4 separate regions of the Pan troglodytes genome follow, and regions 2, 3 and 4 are each linked to region 1. A link is a contact called in public HiChIP or PLAC-seq data. All regions are on one chromosome and are shown on one strand. The core of a region is the stretch at or near the end of the contact, and the rest is flanking DNA. Distances in the headings are between cores, read along the strand shown. Region 1 holds the start of NPEPL1 (aminopeptidase like 1). Region 2 holds the start of ANKRD60 (ankyrin repeat domain 60). Region 3 holds the start of LOC100612020 (serine/threonine-protein phosphatase 4 regulatory subunit 1). Region 4 holds the start of VAPB (VAMP associated protein B and C).

The links. HiChIP or PLAC-seq counts read pairs in DNA pulled down with a chosen protein or histone mark.
Region 2: an H3K4me3 HiChIP or PLAC-seq map of stem cell-derived excitatory neurons shows a contact between it and region 1, with 15 times the contacts expected there. The contact joins the promoter of ANKRD60 here to the promoter of NPEPL1 in region 1. A contact is called at or near these places in 2 of 7 Hi-C or Micro-C datasets (blood and stem cell-derived neural progenitor cells) and 1 of 1 datasets of contacts at active chromatin or transcription factors (stem cell-derived excitatory neurons).
Region 3: an H3K4me3 HiChIP or PLAC-seq map of stem cell-derived excitatory neurons shows a contact between it and region 1, with 6 times the contacts expected there. The contact joins the promoter of LOC100612020 here to the promoter of NPEPL1 in region 1. A contact is called at or near these places in 1 of 7 Hi-C or Micro-C datasets (stem cell-derived neural progenitor cells) and 1 of 1 datasets of contacts at active chromatin or transcription factors (stem cell-derived excitatory neurons).
Region 4: an H3K4me3 HiChIP or PLAC-seq map of stem cell-derived excitatory neurons shows a contact between it and region 1, with 6 times the contacts expected there. The contact joins the promoter of VAPB here to the promoter of NPEPL1 in region 1. A contact is called at or near these places in 1 of 7 Hi-C or Micro-C datasets (blood) and 1 of 1 datasets of contacts at active chromatin or transcription factors (stem cell-derived excitatory neurons).

Annotation. Positions count from the first base shown.
Region 1 is chr21:64,943,584-64,947,748 of NHGRI_mPanTro3-v2.0_pri, forward strand. It overlaps NPEPL1 (aminopeptidase like 1), which reads left to right and starts at 1,857. Exons shown (of 19, transcript XM_063802671.1): 1 at 1,857-2,765. The coding sequence starts at 2,685.
Region 2 is chr21:64,518,182-64,522,346 of NHGRI_mPanTro3-v2.0_pri, forward strand. ANKRD60 (ankyrin repeat domain 60) reads right to left here and starts at 2,458. Exons shown (of 4, transcript XM_003317018.4): 1 at 2,020-2,458. The coding sequence starts at 2,458. LOC100612020 (serine/threonine-protein phosphatase 4 regulatory subunit 1) reads right to left here. Exons shown (of 20, transcript XM_063802679.1): 20 at 2,747-4,165.
Region 3 is chr21:64,599,682-64,603,846 of NHGRI_mPanTro3-v2.0_pri, forward strand. LOC100612020 (serine/threonine-protein phosphatase 4 regulatory subunit 1) reads right to left here and starts at 1,814. Exons shown (of 20, transcript XM_063802679.1): 1 at 1,633-1,814; 2 at 543-587. RAB22A (RAB22A, member RAS oncogene family) reads left to right here and starts at 1,155. Exons shown (of 6, transcript XM_016938175.3): 1 at 1,155-1,309; 2 at 2,339-2,418. The coding sequence starts at 1,274.
Region 4 is chr21:64,679,765-64,683,929 of NHGRI_mPanTro3-v2.0_pri, forward strand. It overlaps VAPB (VAMP associated protein B and C), which reads left to right and starts at 1,890. Exons shown (of 6, transcript XM_001135464.6): 1 at 1,890-2,324. The coding sequence starts at 2,267.

The DNA of each region.
Region 1 (4,165 bases), core at 607-3,106:
GCGCTGGGGAGATAGGAAGAGAGTGGGGACCATGTTTCTAACCTGATTCTCCTACCGACGACCAGCTCAGTTATTATTTACAAATACCTGTCCCCTAAAGGGGGGAGCGGGGTTGGGGGGGCTTGGCCGTGCTACTGGGGTCAGAGCTCGCAGGGGGCTTCTGCCGCGGTGTGGGGACAAACTCTCCCTTATTGGGCAAATATTTTCCGGGGCGCTACGCTAAGCACACGGGCTCCCCGAATTTCCCTCCCCAGGGCCTCTGTCTTTGGATGGCCTGTCAGCAAGTCCCTGCAGCCTCCAGCCCGGCCCGCGCGGCGACCCAGTCCCCTGTCGCCCGAATCTTCCACCGCTGCGAAGCGTCCCCGGGCGAGCGCCCTGCTCTCCGCGCTGCGCGGAAGCCAGAGCCGGTCCTCACAGTGAACTCGCCCAGCCCTGCTCGCGGCTCTCTCGATTTTATGTGGGTTTCGTTGGATGCATTTTGTTATTTGACTCAATGGATGTTTCACATTAATTTTTAGTTGCACAACGAACGCGCGGGAACATTCTCCGTGAGAGAAAAAGCACGGGTGGGGGGCGGTTACCGGCTCTTCCCCCGGTCGCCTGGGGGTCCCGCACGCGCCCCGCGGGTGCCGCTGTCTGGCTGGGGTCCCTGGGTGAGCCGCGGGCACCGGCTTCGCGTCTCCCCGGGCGCGACTCCGCTTTGCAAGCGCTCAGCACACGGGAAACCCTCGGAAAACACACACGTGTGTAAAGTTTGTTCCACGCAGAAACAAAGGACGCGTGGGGGCCGCTTCTGGGCCTCGGTCCTTTGTTGGAACCCCGCACCGCAGCCCGGCCCGCAGCCTCGCCCCGCAAGGGGAAGCCGGCCCTGCACAGGCCCGGGGCCCGGAAGGCGCCGCCGCACAGTTCTGCGCCCCCGACCCGCTCCGGCCGCGCGCTGGGCCAGGCCCTTGGCCTCCAGCCTCCCGGGCGGCTCCGGGCCGGACCCGGGTCTCCGTCGCGGGGCGCCAGCCTGTTTGTGGGTGCCGTGCTCGGGCCCGGGCGGCCCCTGCCCGACGCGGCCCCGCGGAGCCCCTGCACGAACCCAGCCGACCTGGCCCGGGGCGGCAAGTCGAGGTGCTTAGGACACCCCGGGCCCGGCCAAGCGTGGAATACCGGGCCCGGGGCACGGGGGGGCGCGGGGGTCGCAGGGCCAGGGCCCAGGCAGAGAACAGAGATTTTTTTCGCGGGGAGGGGGGTGGGAGGTGTCAAAGTTTTCGGGGGAACTTTTCCACTTGAGATTCCACGACCCTGCAGTGCCCCCTACAGAAAGCGGCAGCTGGGGAGGGCGGGCGCCCCCGAAGACCCCCGACTGCCAGCGGCGGCGCGGCCAGGCTGCCTGGAGTTCTCGCTTCCTTTTTTTTTTTTTTTTTTTTTTCTTTTATTTCCTCCTGGTTGTTTGTCGGATACATCTTTTTCCAGAGTGGGAAAAAAAAAAAAAAAAAAAAAAAAAGCGAGCGCCGCCGCCTGCAGTAGAGCGTGCTCGGCCTGCAGAGGCAGTCGTCTCCAACTTTTCCTCTCCCGCTCCAACTCCCCGCGCCCAAAACTTCAGTTCTTGGGGAGCCCAAATTTGCCTGCCGCGCAACTTCCACTCTAATTCAGGGACCAAGGGCCCTGGCAGCGGTTTGCAGCCTGGGGGCCACGCTCCCCAGGCTCAGGCCTGCTCGTTGGCCTGCTCCTAGTGCCTGGACCCAGTTGGGGGAGGCGAAACAGGGCGCCCGAGGAGCACCCCGGGAGAGGGCGGAGCACTCCCGTGCCCCGGGGCAGGAGTGCAGGGAGCTCCCGCGCCCGGAACGTTGCGAGCAAGGCTTGCGAGCGTCGCAGGGGGGCACTCGCGAGGGACGGACAGGAAGAGGGCCAGGGGGGAACGCCAGAACCCGGGACCACAGCACGGAAACGGCCCGGGGCTGAGCTGCAGTCAGATCCGGGGATGGAGGGAGCCGGAGAAGAGGAGTGAGAAGGCCGGGGAGGCAGGCCCTGCTGTCTTCCTGCAGGCCGGCAGCCTGCTGGCAGTGGAGGACCAGGCCGTCCAGGAAAGGAAGGGGTCAGGAGGTCGGGCAGGGCCTCAGCAGGTTCAGACAAGTCCCCAGAAGGGAGCTGCAGGCGCCCTCGAGTCCAGGCCCCAAGCCTGGCTCCGGTTGTCCAAAGAGGGCCTAGGCCAGGCCTCTGGTGCGGAAACTGAGTCACAGCCAGACCTCACGGCACGGCCTAGACGCTTACGAGCCAAAGTTAGGGGTAGAGAGCAGAGACCTTTGGGGGGTCTCAGGGAGTAGGGGGCTTCAGGGCCTCCCAGTCTAGAGCCGGATTGGCGAGTTAGACGCTTGTAGATCCAAGGTTGGATTGGGGTGGGGGTCTCTGGGACGTTGGATCGCTACGCAAGGATTGGGGGGATTCAAGTGCTTAGAGATCGAAGTCTGTCCTGGGTAGGGGGAGTCAGACAATTGGAAAGCCTAGGTAGTTATTTGGGGAGGGGTCTCTACGCCTTGGCGAAGCGCACAGCTGCATCTTTTTGGCTTGAGGCCTGAGGCCTTGTCGAGAAGCTTCCGTGAAAGGGTGGGCCAGCCGGGCCACGAGAAAGAAAGTGAATAAATCAGGAATATAAGTGGGCGGGGGGCCCCTGAGAGGGGGGTCGCAAAGGGTGAGACATGGCCACCAGGCGTTTAACCGACGCTTTCTTGTTGTTGCGGAATAATTCCATCCAAAACCGGCAGCTGTTAGCCGAGCAAGTGAGTAGTCACACCACCTCCAGCCCTCTGCATTCACGTAGCATTGCTGCGGTGAGTCTCCTGGCGGCCTCTCCGACACACGGACCGTGTGCACTGCGGCTCTGCCTGTTTGTCTGTCTCTGTCTGTCTCTCTGTTTAAAAAAAGAAGATAAGAATAATAAGACTAAGAATAATAAGATCTCTTGGCTAGAGTCAGGGGGCATCTGTAGCCCTGGATGGGGAAGAAGCGGTGCTGTGAGGCCGCAGCTCCACCTCTGCCCCGTCTTCTCCTCACTTCCGCAGCACCCCCCCCGCACCCCCCGCCTTGGCGTCACTGCGCTACAGGCCGCCTGTAATTTACATATGTTTTAACGCTAACATTGGGAAGCATTGGGCCTTTCTGAAGCCTTTTTGTTTCGTTTTGTTTGAAGCTCCCCTCCCCCCAGTAATGAGCCTCGGTTTGGTCCTAATGGCTGGGTCGCGGGATCGTAGACCCAAATCCTTGCAAAATGAACGACTCCCTCCCCTCAAAGAGGAGGGAGTTGTGTTGTTGTTTTGTTTTGTTTTTCCGCCCGTTTTCTTTTAACGGCCCCGCAGCCCTCTGTGTGGCCTTGTTCCCTGTGAGTAATTGCCTCACTGTTCTTCCTGGGGGCTTGCGTTTGTGAGACTCAAGGTGCTAGCCTCTTCACTTTCCATTTCCCAGACAGGAAATTAAGCTTTCCTCTCCATTCGAACTTTTTAAAAAAAGCCTGAGGAGGTATATGTGAAAATTAACCCCGTAAAATAGCACTTTTTTTTTTTTAATTAACCAGAACCTTTAGTTAGCCTAGCAGTAGCGTTTTTTAAGGGTGGTCCTGGAAAAATTACTGTTTGGGGTTTGTTTTTAATGGGGGCTACTTTTCCCTTTCTGAGCCTCAGTTTACTGCTCTGTTAAATAAGGGGCGAGTCTGGATGATCTATACCAGACAGTGATCGTTAGCTCTGTAATGTCTTCAATTGAAAAGTGAAGTTATGAAACTGGCTGTAGTTCAGGCTACCTGCTGTAGGCAGGCTAGGTTGGAATAGAAGCAGCGTTGGAACAGGCGGGGAATAGCCATCCCAGGACCACATTCTTGGGGGTTATACTTGATATTAGGCAATTTTGGAACATTCATTTCACCTCTTAGGGACTGTATTGCCAGTTTATTTTTTTCTTTATGGCTTTATCTAAATGCTTCAGGAAAATTTTGCCATATGTCATGATTATCATGTCTACAAAGACAGTTTCTCCTTTTTGTAAGTCACAGGTGGAGAATGTCTTTGGCCATATAACTGATAGAAAAGTCATTTAAAGCCGTGTGAGCGGTTTCAGGAATAAAAGCATGTAAACTCAGGTCAAACAGCCTAGAACTAGGGACAGAGTGTGTGTGAGATTTCAATTA
Region 2 (4,165 bases), core at 1,208-3,707, 420 kb before region 1:
GGGCAGTTTACTCTGGATTTGGGGTTCTGATTAAAGTAAGGTTTGCTGTCTGTTTGGGGTCCCGATGTGAAAAGGTCTGTTCTGGGATTTGGAGTCCTCGTATGGGCAGGACTTGTTTTGGGATGTGGGGATCTGATGTAGCCCCGAGTAGTGTGGCATTTGGAGGGTAGGAATCGAGCACATCTGCCCTGAGATTTGGGGGTCTTCATGGTGATAAAATCAGCTCAAAATTTGGGCTCCTGCTATATGCAGGGTTTGGTCTGGAATTTGGGGTTCTGGTATAAATAAGGTTGGCTGAAGGATTTGGGTTACATATACAAGAAAAGTTTGCTTTGAGTTTTGGGGTACTCATGGAGGCAAGGTTTTGTTTGAACCTTGACTTCCTGACATGGACACGGCCAGCTTCAACCTTGGAGTGCTGATGTAGACACGGTTTCATATCTGGGGGTTCAGATATGTGTGGGTTTGACTTGAGCTTTGGGGTCCTGCTGTGGACAGAGTTTGCTTCATTCTTTGGAGCCCTTATGAAGATACTTTGAGGGGATTTGGGTTCTGGTATGGTCATGGTGAGCTCGGTGACTGCCTTTTAGATGTGAGCAGAGTTAGCTTTGAATTTTGGGGTCCATATGTGGGCAGGGTTCATTTTGGGCTCTGTCATCTTTATGTAGACAGAAGTGGCTAATGGATTGGGGTTCAGATGCACAAATGGTTAGTTGGATGCCGGGGGTCCAGAATTGGGCAATTGAGGGTCATGACGTGGGTAGAGTCTGCTCTGGGATTTAGGGTTCTGTTATGGCCAGGCATAGCTTCAGGGTTTGAGGCTCAAACATGGGCAGAATTTGCACAGAGGTATATGGGGTCTTGAGGTGGGCAGCGTTTGTTTCAGATTTTGGCATCCTTGTGTGGACATGGTTGTGGAGGATTCGGGGTTCTAATAGTCATATAATTAGTCTGGCAATTTGGGATTTCAGATTTAGCCAGGTTTGTTCTTGGTTTTGGGGTCCTAAACTGGACAGAGTTTGTTTCAGCTTTGACCTCTTTGCGTGGACACAGTTGTTGAAGGATCTGGGGTTCTGAGGTAGTCATGGTTAGCCTGGAGATTAGGGGTTGAGTCTTGGGCTGGTTTGTTGATTTTGGGGTCCTGAGATGGACAGGGTTTGTTTTGATTTGGCATCCTTGCAAGACAAAAGTGGCTGGAAAATCTGGGGTTCTGAGGTAGTCATGGGTAGCCTGGAGATTTGGGGTTCAGTTGGGCATGTTTGCTCTGGATTTTGGGGTCCTGAGGTGGTCAAGGTTTGTTCAAGCCCTGGCATCCTGGGGGGGATGTGGTAGCTGGAGGATTTGGGGTTCTGAAGTAGTCATGGTTAGCCTAGAGATTTGGGGTTTGGTGTTGGGCAATTTTGTTCTGGATTTGTGGGTCCTGAGGTCAGCAGGGTTTGTTTCAGGTTTGGCATGTTTGCGTGGACATGGTTGGCTAGAGGATTTGGGGTTCTAATGTTCTCAAGACCAGCATGGAGAAGGACTTGGGGTTTGCTTTGAGTTTGGGGTACTGACATGGGCAGGCTTGCCTTGGGTTTGGGGGTTCTGCTGAGGACAGGCTTTGTTTCAGACAAGTCTTACATGAACAGAGTTGGCTTTGGGACCTGGGTTCCTTATGAAGACATGGGGAGCCTGAGGGTCTGGCTTCTGGGGGGTCCTGGCTTGGACAGGATTTGCTCAGGGTTGGCAGATGCAGCCCGATCCAGGCAGGACCTGCTTGTGGATTAGGGTCCTGCTGTGGACCAGGTTTGCCTTGATTGGGAGTCCAATTTGAACGCCGTGTGTTTGAGATTGGGAAGTCCCTCTGTGGCCAGGACCCTAAGTGGCCCTTCCATCTGGGTTTCAGGGTGGTTGGGTTTCAGGGGTTTGCTTTGACATCTGGGGTTTCTCACGTAAGCAGGCTTCCCTTTGGGAATCCACTTCAGAAGTGGACAGGGTGCCCTTGCATGTGGCCAGGGAAGGAGTCAGGGCAGGAGCCACCTTCGTCGAGGTACTGGAGCCGCTGGAGGTTGAAGGGGATGCCGACCATCAGGTCCAGCTCCTCTTTGAGCTCCCGCACGGTCATGTCGCCGCGGCAGTTTGCCACTCGGAACATCTCCCCCGTCTCCTCCAGCCGCACCCGCAGGACGAAGACGTCAGGGGCCAAGTCGGGCAAGGCACTCGCGGCCTTCGGGTCACAGACGAGCCGCTGGCTCCGGCCGCGGGCACAGGCCAGGGGCTGCGCGGGGAGAGCCCGCGAGCCCGCCGAGCCCGCCGAGCCCACCCTGGGCCCGCCGCACCCCTGAGCCCCGGCCCGCGCACCGCTCCTGCGTCCCGCATTGGGGTGCAGGCGAGAGGCGCCCCCAGTTGGCCCCGCCGCCCGCGCTCCGCCCGCCCCCGCCGCCGCCCGCCGCATAGCCCAGGCGCGGCCGCGCGTCATCCGCGGCTCGAGTGCGGTGGCCACGCGTCATCGCCGCCCCCGCCCTGACGCCCCAAGGCGGGCCCATGCCCCCCCCCGCCCCACTGTGACGCCCAGGCCCCGCCAGGACCGCCCCCTCCAGACGCAAGGCGAGGCCCCTCCCTGCCTGCCGCCCGAGCCCCCAGGGAGACCGATGGGCGGGCGGCCCCCCAAGGTCTCGCAGTCCTTTCCCGCTCCGCGATGAACAAAGCCGCAGTTTCACGTGGCCGCGGGAGACGGTTCTTAAATAATGGAACAGGACATAAGTGCTTCCCAGAGCAACCGGGAGATTTATTGATAAATACAGAGACATCGCCGGGCGGCCACGCTCCGACAACCGGCACTGGGCCCCCCGTCCCGAGCTCAGGCCACGTCCCCACCTCCTCGAAGCCTCCAAGCTGCTGTTAATGTCAGTTCTTTTCACCAGGCAAACGGAAGGGGCATTCTTGCTGCTGTTAGGAAACGGTTACCACTTCTCCGTGTCTGTTTAAAATAGGATCTTTGCATAAATTGGGATAAATTACCTGGAGGAATTACACGTAAACAAGGCTGTAAATCACCATTGCATGCATGGCCTGCAGAGTTGTAAAGTGCAGATTTTCGTTATAAAAACACTTCTAGTATGAATGAAAAAAAAAAAAAAAAAACCACCACCATTTCATAAACATGACTCCCTGCAGCCGATCTGGTCCCGACTTGGGGGTGGATCCCAGAAGTGGGAGACAGCCTTCCATGGAAACTTGCAAAACTGCACCAAAATCTATCAATTTTGAAAATGCTCTTGAATTCTTGGCGGAAGAAAGATACTGATAAACACATTAAGTGGGGAAATGCTCCCTTGAGAAAGGCTGGGCTGGCTCTATGAAGACACCTTTGGAGTGAGCTATGCCTGGGAGAAACCCATCTGTGCTTTTCCATTCATTCGCCGGAGATGAGGCTGAGTGTTCAAGTAAACAGGAAGCTTACCTGTGGTGGTCAAATTACAAACACTCAACATGGCACCCATGAATAATTAGAAAATACAAGCGCCGAAGTGATGGGGGCGGGAGCTAGGAGGGCAAGGGGAAACAGAACAATCTTGGAAAAATCTCGGTTGTTGCAAAAAAAAGAATAAAATGTACGCTTAAAAATTATTTTTACAGAGAAATTACAGCCATAAAAAATATCTTTGCATTGGAAAGGCACTCATATTATAGAAAAATGTTAACATATAAACGGAAATTGTAAAGGTTAGATTATTTACCAAAGAGTCTCTACAATCTCTCCAAGCATGTTGTGATTCAGCATGCAAATTATACACATCACAACACAAACTGAAGCTCATTTTTTTCCTTAACGGAAAATTAAGCTCTGAATAGAATACAAGATTCCAGTTGAATAATTCTACTCGCTGCTAGATCAACAGATTTTAACAAAACAATCTCAATTTGCGGGCAATAAAAAAAAATTAAAAATTCCTGGTTACCAAAGCAAAACAATATCTCCATTTACTTTAGGCAAGAATTAAACACACGATGGATTGACTGATTTTTTTTTTAATATGTAGCTTCTGATTTATTAACTCACTTTTTGCCGACGCTGCGTAAATGCTACCCTGGGGTATAATTTGCAATTCTCACATATGTACCTTATTATTATTTTGGCATGGTGTATATACGCCTATCTTTCTTTTAAAAGAATCAGTTAAAT
Region 3 (4,165 bases), core at 564-3,063, 340 kb before region 1:
TCCCACCCAAGAAATGCGGGGGCCAATGGGCTCCATGGGATAAGAGATGGAGCCGGGCTTGTGGCCAGGACACTTGAGAAGTCCGTGCAACTCCGTGGCCGGCCACACCGAGAGGGGGACCTCCCAAACCCCCCAGCAGTCCTAAAAAGTCCCTAGGAAAAGGGCAAGGCCCTGAGAGGGAAGTCACCCACCTCCCAGGTAGCGGACCCCCCGCCCGCCCGGGGTCGACTAGGACTTGGGACTGCCCCTTCCGCCCAACCCACGGCAGCTGCAGGCGCAGGAAGAAAAGAAGTGACAGGAAGTCCAGAGTTTCCCCAACAACAAAAATCCTTCCCCCGAGGGAAGGGAAGGGCTCCCACCCTCAGCCCGCCCCGCCCAGGGAGGAGGGACCACCACCAGTGGATCTAGGCAGTTGGGGGTCCCGATGTTCTGGTCCCGACAAGGAGGGCCTGGCTTGAGGTTCCCCCGCCCCGCGCTTCGTGCACTCTGAATTCTTTGAGAGGGTCCCAGGGAGGGACAGGGGTGCCCCAACTCTTACTTACAGTCGTCTAAGTCATCCTGCAAGTCCACAAAGTACAGGGGGATCTCTGAAAACCAAGAAACACACAAGGAGTTACCAGGGGGCTGCGGCGAGAGGGGACGGGGTCGGGCAGGGGCCCCTCGGCCTCGCGGGGTGGTCACGGGGCGAGAGAGAGAGGGGCACCCCTGGCATCCCCCGAGCCCAGCCCCACTCACCCGCCATCTTGGGATGGGCATGGAGGCGGGACCGGCAGGGGCGGGGCCCTGTAGACAGGGGCGGGGCCCTGTAGACAGGGGCGGGGCCCTGTAGACAGGGGCGGGGCCCTGTAGACAGGGGCGGGGCCCTGTAGACAGGGGCGGGGCCCTGTAGACAGGGGCGGGGCCCTGTAGACAGGGGCGGGGCCGTCGGCTTCGGGCCCCGCCCCCGATCCGCGCCGGCCGGCCGGCCCCGCCCTCTCAGCGAAGGTGGCTGCCGAGGTGGGCGGGGAGGTCAGGTGACGCGGCCGGCGTCCCAAGATGGCGGCGGCGGCGGCTCCCGGAAGGCCGCGGCGGCGTCCCGGCTGCTAAGGCGGGCCCCACGCGGCTGGCAGCGGACAGGCCGGACCTACGGCCGGAGGACGGGCGGCAGCCGCCTCTGCGCGGACCGGGGCTGGGCCGTGCGGCGGCAGCGGCGCCAGGGGATGCTCTTGCTGGGCCTGGCCTCTCCCTTCTCAACTTAGGGCGGCGGCGGGCCCGCGCCCCTGGCTCCCGGGCCATGGCGCTGAGGGAGCTCAAAGTGTGTCTGCTCGGGGTGAGTGGCGACGGGTCCGGCCGGGAGGGCCACGGGAGGCTGGGCTGGCGGGGACCCCGGATCCCCCCTGTCCCCTCATCCCTTCCCCCCTCCCACGTCCGAGACGCTGTCTGCCAGCCCCGTGGACCCTCCCTCCAGCTCGGGAGCCGTCCCGCCCACCTCTTGCACCCTCGAAAAGGTCCTGGAGGCCGAAGGGACCCTTCCCCTTCCCCTCCCTGGAGCCCGTGGACTCTTCCCGCCCCACAAAGAGCAAACAGCCCCCCCTTGCCTCTCTATTGCATCTGGGTTAAGAGAGGTTCTTAAATAGTTTTCTCCCAACTTACCAAGGTATTATTGGGAGTTGGCCAAGTCTTCCAAAGTAAAACCAATAACAGGTCTTTAGGTTTTACAAGCAGCATTAGCCTACTTTGTCTCTTGGGTGTTTTTGAACTTGTGGGATACCCCTGCCACTTCTCCAAAGAGTTACTTTGCCAAGTAACTCTTCCTGTGGAGAAAAGGGGTGTTCAAATCAGGAAGCCCCAAAGACTAGTTTGAAGCTTCAGCTTCCTGTCTTGTCAGGAAAGACAAGGTGTTGGCCATTTCAAAGCCTTCTTTCTGAAATTGATGCTGTCATTCCAGAGTTTCTGCCTTAAAGATCGGCAGGAACTCCAATAACTAATCTTTATTCCCCCAAATAGGGTGGGGCTAGGATTCATCAGGGATTACTCAGAGGTAACTCAGGAGTTCAAAGTTTACTAACATATGTTAAAAAGCAAGTGGACTTGTTACTTTTTACACGAAGCAGAAACTTTGGGTCTCTCAAAAGGTCCTAATCTGTCTTAACGGCAAAAACCTCTCCCTTTTAGTACAGTTGGAATTTCCTAATTACTCTACTGAATTTTTATGACAACCGCTTTTGTGTTCCTCCGTTTATAAAATTTACACGTCTAGGGTGATTTTTCTAAAATCCTGAACTTATGCCACAAAGTAGTTTTTGGTGTCTGCCAAAAGGTAAACTTTTTCTCAGTCCCTCATCTCGTTCTCTTTCAGGATACAGGTGTAGGTAAATCGAGTATTGTGTGGCGGTTTGTGGAAGACAGTTTTGATCCAAACATCAACCCAACAATAGGGTAAGAGACTTTTATTTGATACACATCTAAAGGTACATTGAAAATCCTTCCAAATACATAGTGTGTTACAGGTGTAGGCCCTGCGCTTTGTAGTCATTGAATTCTGAGTCGCTGGTTCGCATCATCTCTGGAAGGACTTGAAAGAGTCCAGTGAGGATCTGTGTATTTTAGGAAAATTATCTTCGGACTTGTTGGGGGTGAGAACTTCAAAATGCAAGTATGAATTGGAGTTCTACTAATTTTTAGAACAGACACAGAAGCTTCGGTCTATAAATATCAACAACAATTACACCTTGAAATAAGGCAGATGAAAATAGATCCTGGTGCTATTCTTTCAGGCATATCAAGTAAAAGACATTTAAATGGTTTTTGTCCTTCCTGAAAGTAGTAGGTTGAGATCTGAACCCTTACACATTCCTGTACTGGTAGTAATAATAAATTAATAAATTCATATTGAAATGGAAGGTTTTTTCAGTTCTCTGGTTCTATGGATAAGTAAAGTTGATTGTTCATATGTTTTTGACGCTAAAGAAAACTTTTCATTTCGCAATACTAATCCTTTGACTACATAAGAAGTTGTGTTTTATAGGCTTTAATATTATGTTAACCTTATAAAACTAAATAGGTGCTGTGCTCTAGTTTTATCATCAAACCCTCAAATGGTTTCCAGCATTTAAAGAAAAAATCTATGTTATCCATCATTAGGATAAAATTGGCCTTTGTGCTCTATGCAGATCATTCTTTGACTAATAGAGAAATATTTTACAGCCCAGGAGAGAAACTGCCATAAGATTGTCCCCTGAGAAATTATGAGCTCCTGCTGACAGAGGTTATTTATTGATTTTTTTGAGACAGAGTTTCGCTCTTTTTGCCCAGGCTGCAGTGCAATGGCGCAATCTTGGCTCACTGCAACCTCTGCCTCCCGGGTTCAAGCGATTCTCCTGCCTCAGCCTCCTGAGTAGCTGGAATTATGGGCGCCCACCACCACGCCCAGCTACTTTTGTATTTTTAGTAGAGACAAGGTCTCACCATGTTTGCCATGCTGGTCTCGAACTCCTGACCTCAGGTGATCTGCCCACCTCAACCTCTCAAAGTGCTGGGGTTACAGGCATGAGCTGCCACACCTCGCCTATGTGTTCAATATTTTTTGTCTGCTTTTTTTTTTTTTTTTTCCACCCAGGCTGGAGTGCAGTGGCACAATCATGGCTCACTGCAGCCTCAATCTCCTGGGCTCAAGTCATCCTTCCACCTCAGGTAGCTGAGATCACAGATGCGCACTACCACACCTGGCTAATTTTTTGTATTTTTTAGTAGAGATAGAGTTGCACCATATTACTCAGGCTGGTTTTCTTTTTTTTTTTTTTTTTTTTTTTGAGACAGAGTCTCGCTCTGTTGCCCAGGCTGGAGTGCAGTGGCGGGATCTCGGCTCACTGCAAGCTCCGCCTCCTGGGTTCACGCCATTCTCCTGCCTCAGCCCCCCCAGTAGCTGGGACTACAGGCGCCTGCCATCACACCTGGCTAATTTTTTTGTATTTTTAGTAGAGAAGGGGTTTCACCGTGTTAGCCAGGATGGTCTTGATCTCCTGACCTCATGATCCGCCCGCCTCAGCTTCCCAAAGTGCTGGGATTACAGGCGTTGAACCACCACGCCCAGCTACCCAGGCTGGTCTTGAACTCCTGGGCTCATGTGATCCACCCACCTCAGTCTCCCAAAGTGCTGGAATTATAAGTATGAGCCACCGCACCC
Region 4 (4,165 bases), core at 640-3,139, 260 kb before region 1:
AACAGGCAAACAGTGGATGGCAATCAACTGTGCTGAGAGAGGACAGCTGTCATTCAAGCAAGCAAGCCAAAATATCTGTCAAGAACAAGGGCAAGGCCAGGCGCAGTGGCTCATGCCTGTAATCCTAGCACTTTGGTGGCTGAGGCAGGAGGATCACTTGAGCCCAGGAGTTTGAGACCAGCCTGGGCAACATAGTGAGATTTTACAGAAAATAAAAAAATTAGCTGGGCGTGGTGGTGCATGCTTTTAGTCCCAGCTACACGGGAGTCTGAGGTGGGAGGATTGCTTCAGCCTGGGAGATACAGGTTGCAGTGAGCCACGATCATGCCACTGCACTCCAGCATGGGCAACAGAGCAAGACCTCATCTCCAGATAAATAAACAAATAAATAAAATAAAAACAACAAAAGGCAAAAATGAATCCATTTGCAGATGAACAGAAACTGAGAGGATTTGCACCAACAAAGCTACAAAAAAATAAAATTTAAAGGATTTACTTCAGGCAAAAGGAGAGTGATCCTGTTGGTGACAGCTGAGATGCAAGAAGAAAAGGTGGACAAAAATGGTAATTGTGTGGCTGAATCTAAACTAATGTTGACTGAATAAAACAATTTAGTAATGTCTCTTGGGGTTACAATGGCAAAGATTAAACTTAACATACACTACATTAAGGTGTATAATTTAGAGGATGGGTGATTAAAGTACTCCAAAGTCTTTATATTTTAAGGAAACAGGGTAAAGACATTTTTACAAATATTTAAAGATATTGGACTTTCACAAGGTAAGTATGCATGCCCAAAAGTTTGAAGTAACCACTAAAACTTAGAAATAGAGTATACAGGTGAAGAAAATCAGAATGAGAATAAAAATAAACCCTAAAGAAGAAAGGAAAGGGGAAAAAAAACAGGCAGGACAAATAGAAATAACAAAATACAATGGTAGAAATAATTCCAGATATATTAGTAAATATAATAAATGTAAATGGACTAAATGCTCCAGTTAAAATACAAAGACTATTCTTTTAAAAAACCTTTTTATCATGAAAAATTTCAAGTATACAGCAAAGTGGGAGAAACAGTACAAGAAAACCATATACCTGCGATGTAGAGTCAGCCATTGCTAGCAATTTGCCACATTTGTCTCACCTATATCGGTATGTATAGGAGACTATTAAGAACACCTATTTAACTTCCATAGTAAAATAATATAATGAAATACAATTTAAACGGTAATCATGATGTACAGTATCCACTTTTGAGGTCAAGCAGATCTGGATTCTCCAGCAATTTTTAATTATTTAACTTACGTGTGTGGTTATTTATTCAAAAGATGTCTCTTCACTAGGCTATAGTAAAAGGATTGGAATCAGGTTCGCTTTTCTGATCATTGTATTTCTAAATATTTGTTGCATACACAAATAGAATTTACTAGTAAAGAATTCAGCACAGTGCCAGTTGCATAGTAAACATTTAACGTAGAGTAGCTTGTATTTATTGTAGTTGCTGTTGTTATTGGAAGCATTCAGTAGAGTGATACAAAATAAATAAGCAATAATTGGTAGTTTATTATATTTATAATTATTATTTACAAGACGTCACAGTGCCTAGCCCATATCACTCACCCATAAACATTATACTTATACTAAGTACTTTCACTATTATTCAAAGTCTCTAACAGTGCCTGGCACTACATAAGCAAGAGAAAAGTGGAAGTTTATTCTAATTGTTATTATTGAATAAAGCACTTAACACGAAGCTGGCCCCCAGCGGGCCCTTAATAGTTTCCGCGGTGGCTGTCGTAGCTGGACTACTGACCCCGCCTCCTGAGCGGCCCGAAGCCCCGCCCCTTGCTGCCCCGCAGTCCCGCCCCCGTGGCTTGTGCCGCGCCCGCGCACTGTCCCGGAAGGGGCTCTACGCGCGCAGCTTTAGTCCCCGCCCCTGGAGCCGGCGGCGCAGGGCGCAGCTTCCCGCCGCCAGAGCGGGCCAGCCTGCTGCGTGCGTGCGTGTGTACGACTCTGCGTGCGTGCGTGCGTGCGTGCGTGCCGTCAGCTCGCCGGGCACCGCGGCCTCGCCCTCGCCCTCCGCCCCTGCGCCTGCACCGCGTAGACCGACCCCCCCCAGCGCGCCCACCCCGTAGAGGACCCCCCGCCCGTGCCCCGACCGGTCCCCGCCTTTTTGTAAAACTTAAAGCGGGCGCAGCATTAACGCTTCCCGCCCCGGTGACCTCTCAGGGGTCTCCCCGCCAAAGGTGCTCCGCCGCTAAGGAACATGGCGAAGGTGGAGCAGGTCCTGAGCCTCGAGCCGCAGCACGAGCTCAAATTCCGAGGTAAGCCCCAGAGGCCGCCACCTTCCTGCCCGCGGCCTCCGCCCCAGTGCTGGAAGGACGGAGCCCGGCGCGGCGGGTGACGTCGGCCCTCGTCCCCACCCCGACGGCGCTGTCGCGGGGGGCGGCGAGGCCGGGCCGGGCCTTGGCGCTCGCCGCGCTCCCCAGAACTGCCCGGAGTGGCCGGGACCCGAGAGGGCTGGTGCGGGAGCCGGGGCCTGCGCCTCCTCCCCGACCCCCAGCCTCCTGGGACTTGCCTTCGAGGCACTTGTCACTTTGTAACTTACCAGTTTGTGATCCTCTCTAGTGTGAGCCTCCGCCGCTGCCTTTGCCTAGAAGTTTCTTCCCCTGCTCTGTGACAGTGTTGACCTCAGGTCTTAGCTTAGTTGAGGTGTCACCTGCTCAGAGAGGCCTGCTGTGACCACCCAGCCACCGTGCACACCTGCTGTCATTCCGTATTCCGTCACTGTTTCGTGGTCAGCACGGCACTTTTCATACCCAAAATCACTGTTTCAATACTAGAAGGGAAACTGCATGAGGACAGGCTCTTGTCAGTTCGCTGCTGTGTACCCAGCACACATTATACGCCTAGTAAATAAATACCTGTTGAACCAACAGATGAACATGTTGAACCAACAAATGAACCTCCTCAGGACTTCTGATGGGATTGGGCCCATTTTCCTTTCACTGTGTCCCTCATGCTGTCTCCTGGATGCGGCGCAAGGAGGCTGCCAGGGTGCTGGGATCCTTTTTCTCCGCAGAGCTGTCTGGAGCAATACCTGCGGCGATGGGAAGCCATGACCCTGGTTTCTCCCAGATACTATTACCTCTGTAATTTGTGCCTTTATGTTTTCTATGTTGTTACTTTTGTTTTTGTTTTTTTCCTACCTTCACCAGGGCTACGAGGTAAAAGTTCTTGTCTGACATGCTCATTCTTTCTTTTTGCGTGTATCCAGTGATGTGGGAGGCTCTGGGGAGGTGATGGATGCACAAGACAGATAAGGCCTCTGCTCTCACAGAGCTTACCTTCCGACGAGGACAGACAAACCAACACACAAGATCATTGCAGATAGTGCTAAGTGCTGTGTAGGAAATGGAACAGTCTGACTCCATGGAAGCGTACTTTAGATTGGAAGGCCAGGTCTCCACTATATCGCTAGCACCGGACTCACAGTAGATGCTCAGTTGGTATTTATGAAGGAATGAATGGCCAGAGGCTCTCCAGTTTATATGTCCTATTGGGAAGTAGTGTAGGGTAACTTACCCAAAGTTACCCAGTTGGCAAATGGTACATTTGAACCCAGACTTCAGAGTTCACGCTCTTAACCGTTATGCTGTCTGATCGCTGGGAAATACTCCAGAACGGTGGCTGTCACTTTGCCTTCCAAGTTAACAATGTGAAATAACTCTGAATTTACAGAGAACCAAAGGCTTTCCAATTAAAATGAAAAACCCGAAAAACCCCACCAAACCTACCGTGGATTGTAATTCCAGGATAGTACTTGAGCTTTCATGATGTTCTCATGGCCTTCTGGGGATGCCAGATTGGGAAAGAAGTCCAGGTAGCTAAAGTGAAAATAGTGAGCCATAGTTTCCACTTGAGTTGTCTGAAGTTCTTTCTCTATCTGGGAGGCCTGGCTTGGCTTCTCCCGATAATTGGTGGGTTCATTCGGTTAGTCCACAAACATTTACTGAGTACCTGATCTGTGTGTCAGATACCCAGAGAAGCCAAGTCATATCAGCTGTACTCTCCCATTTTCCCTCAACCTCCTCCCAGTACTTTAGGGAAGGGGGCAGATAAGAATAACAGCCAGGACAGGACAATGATGTAGGGTAGTCCAGAG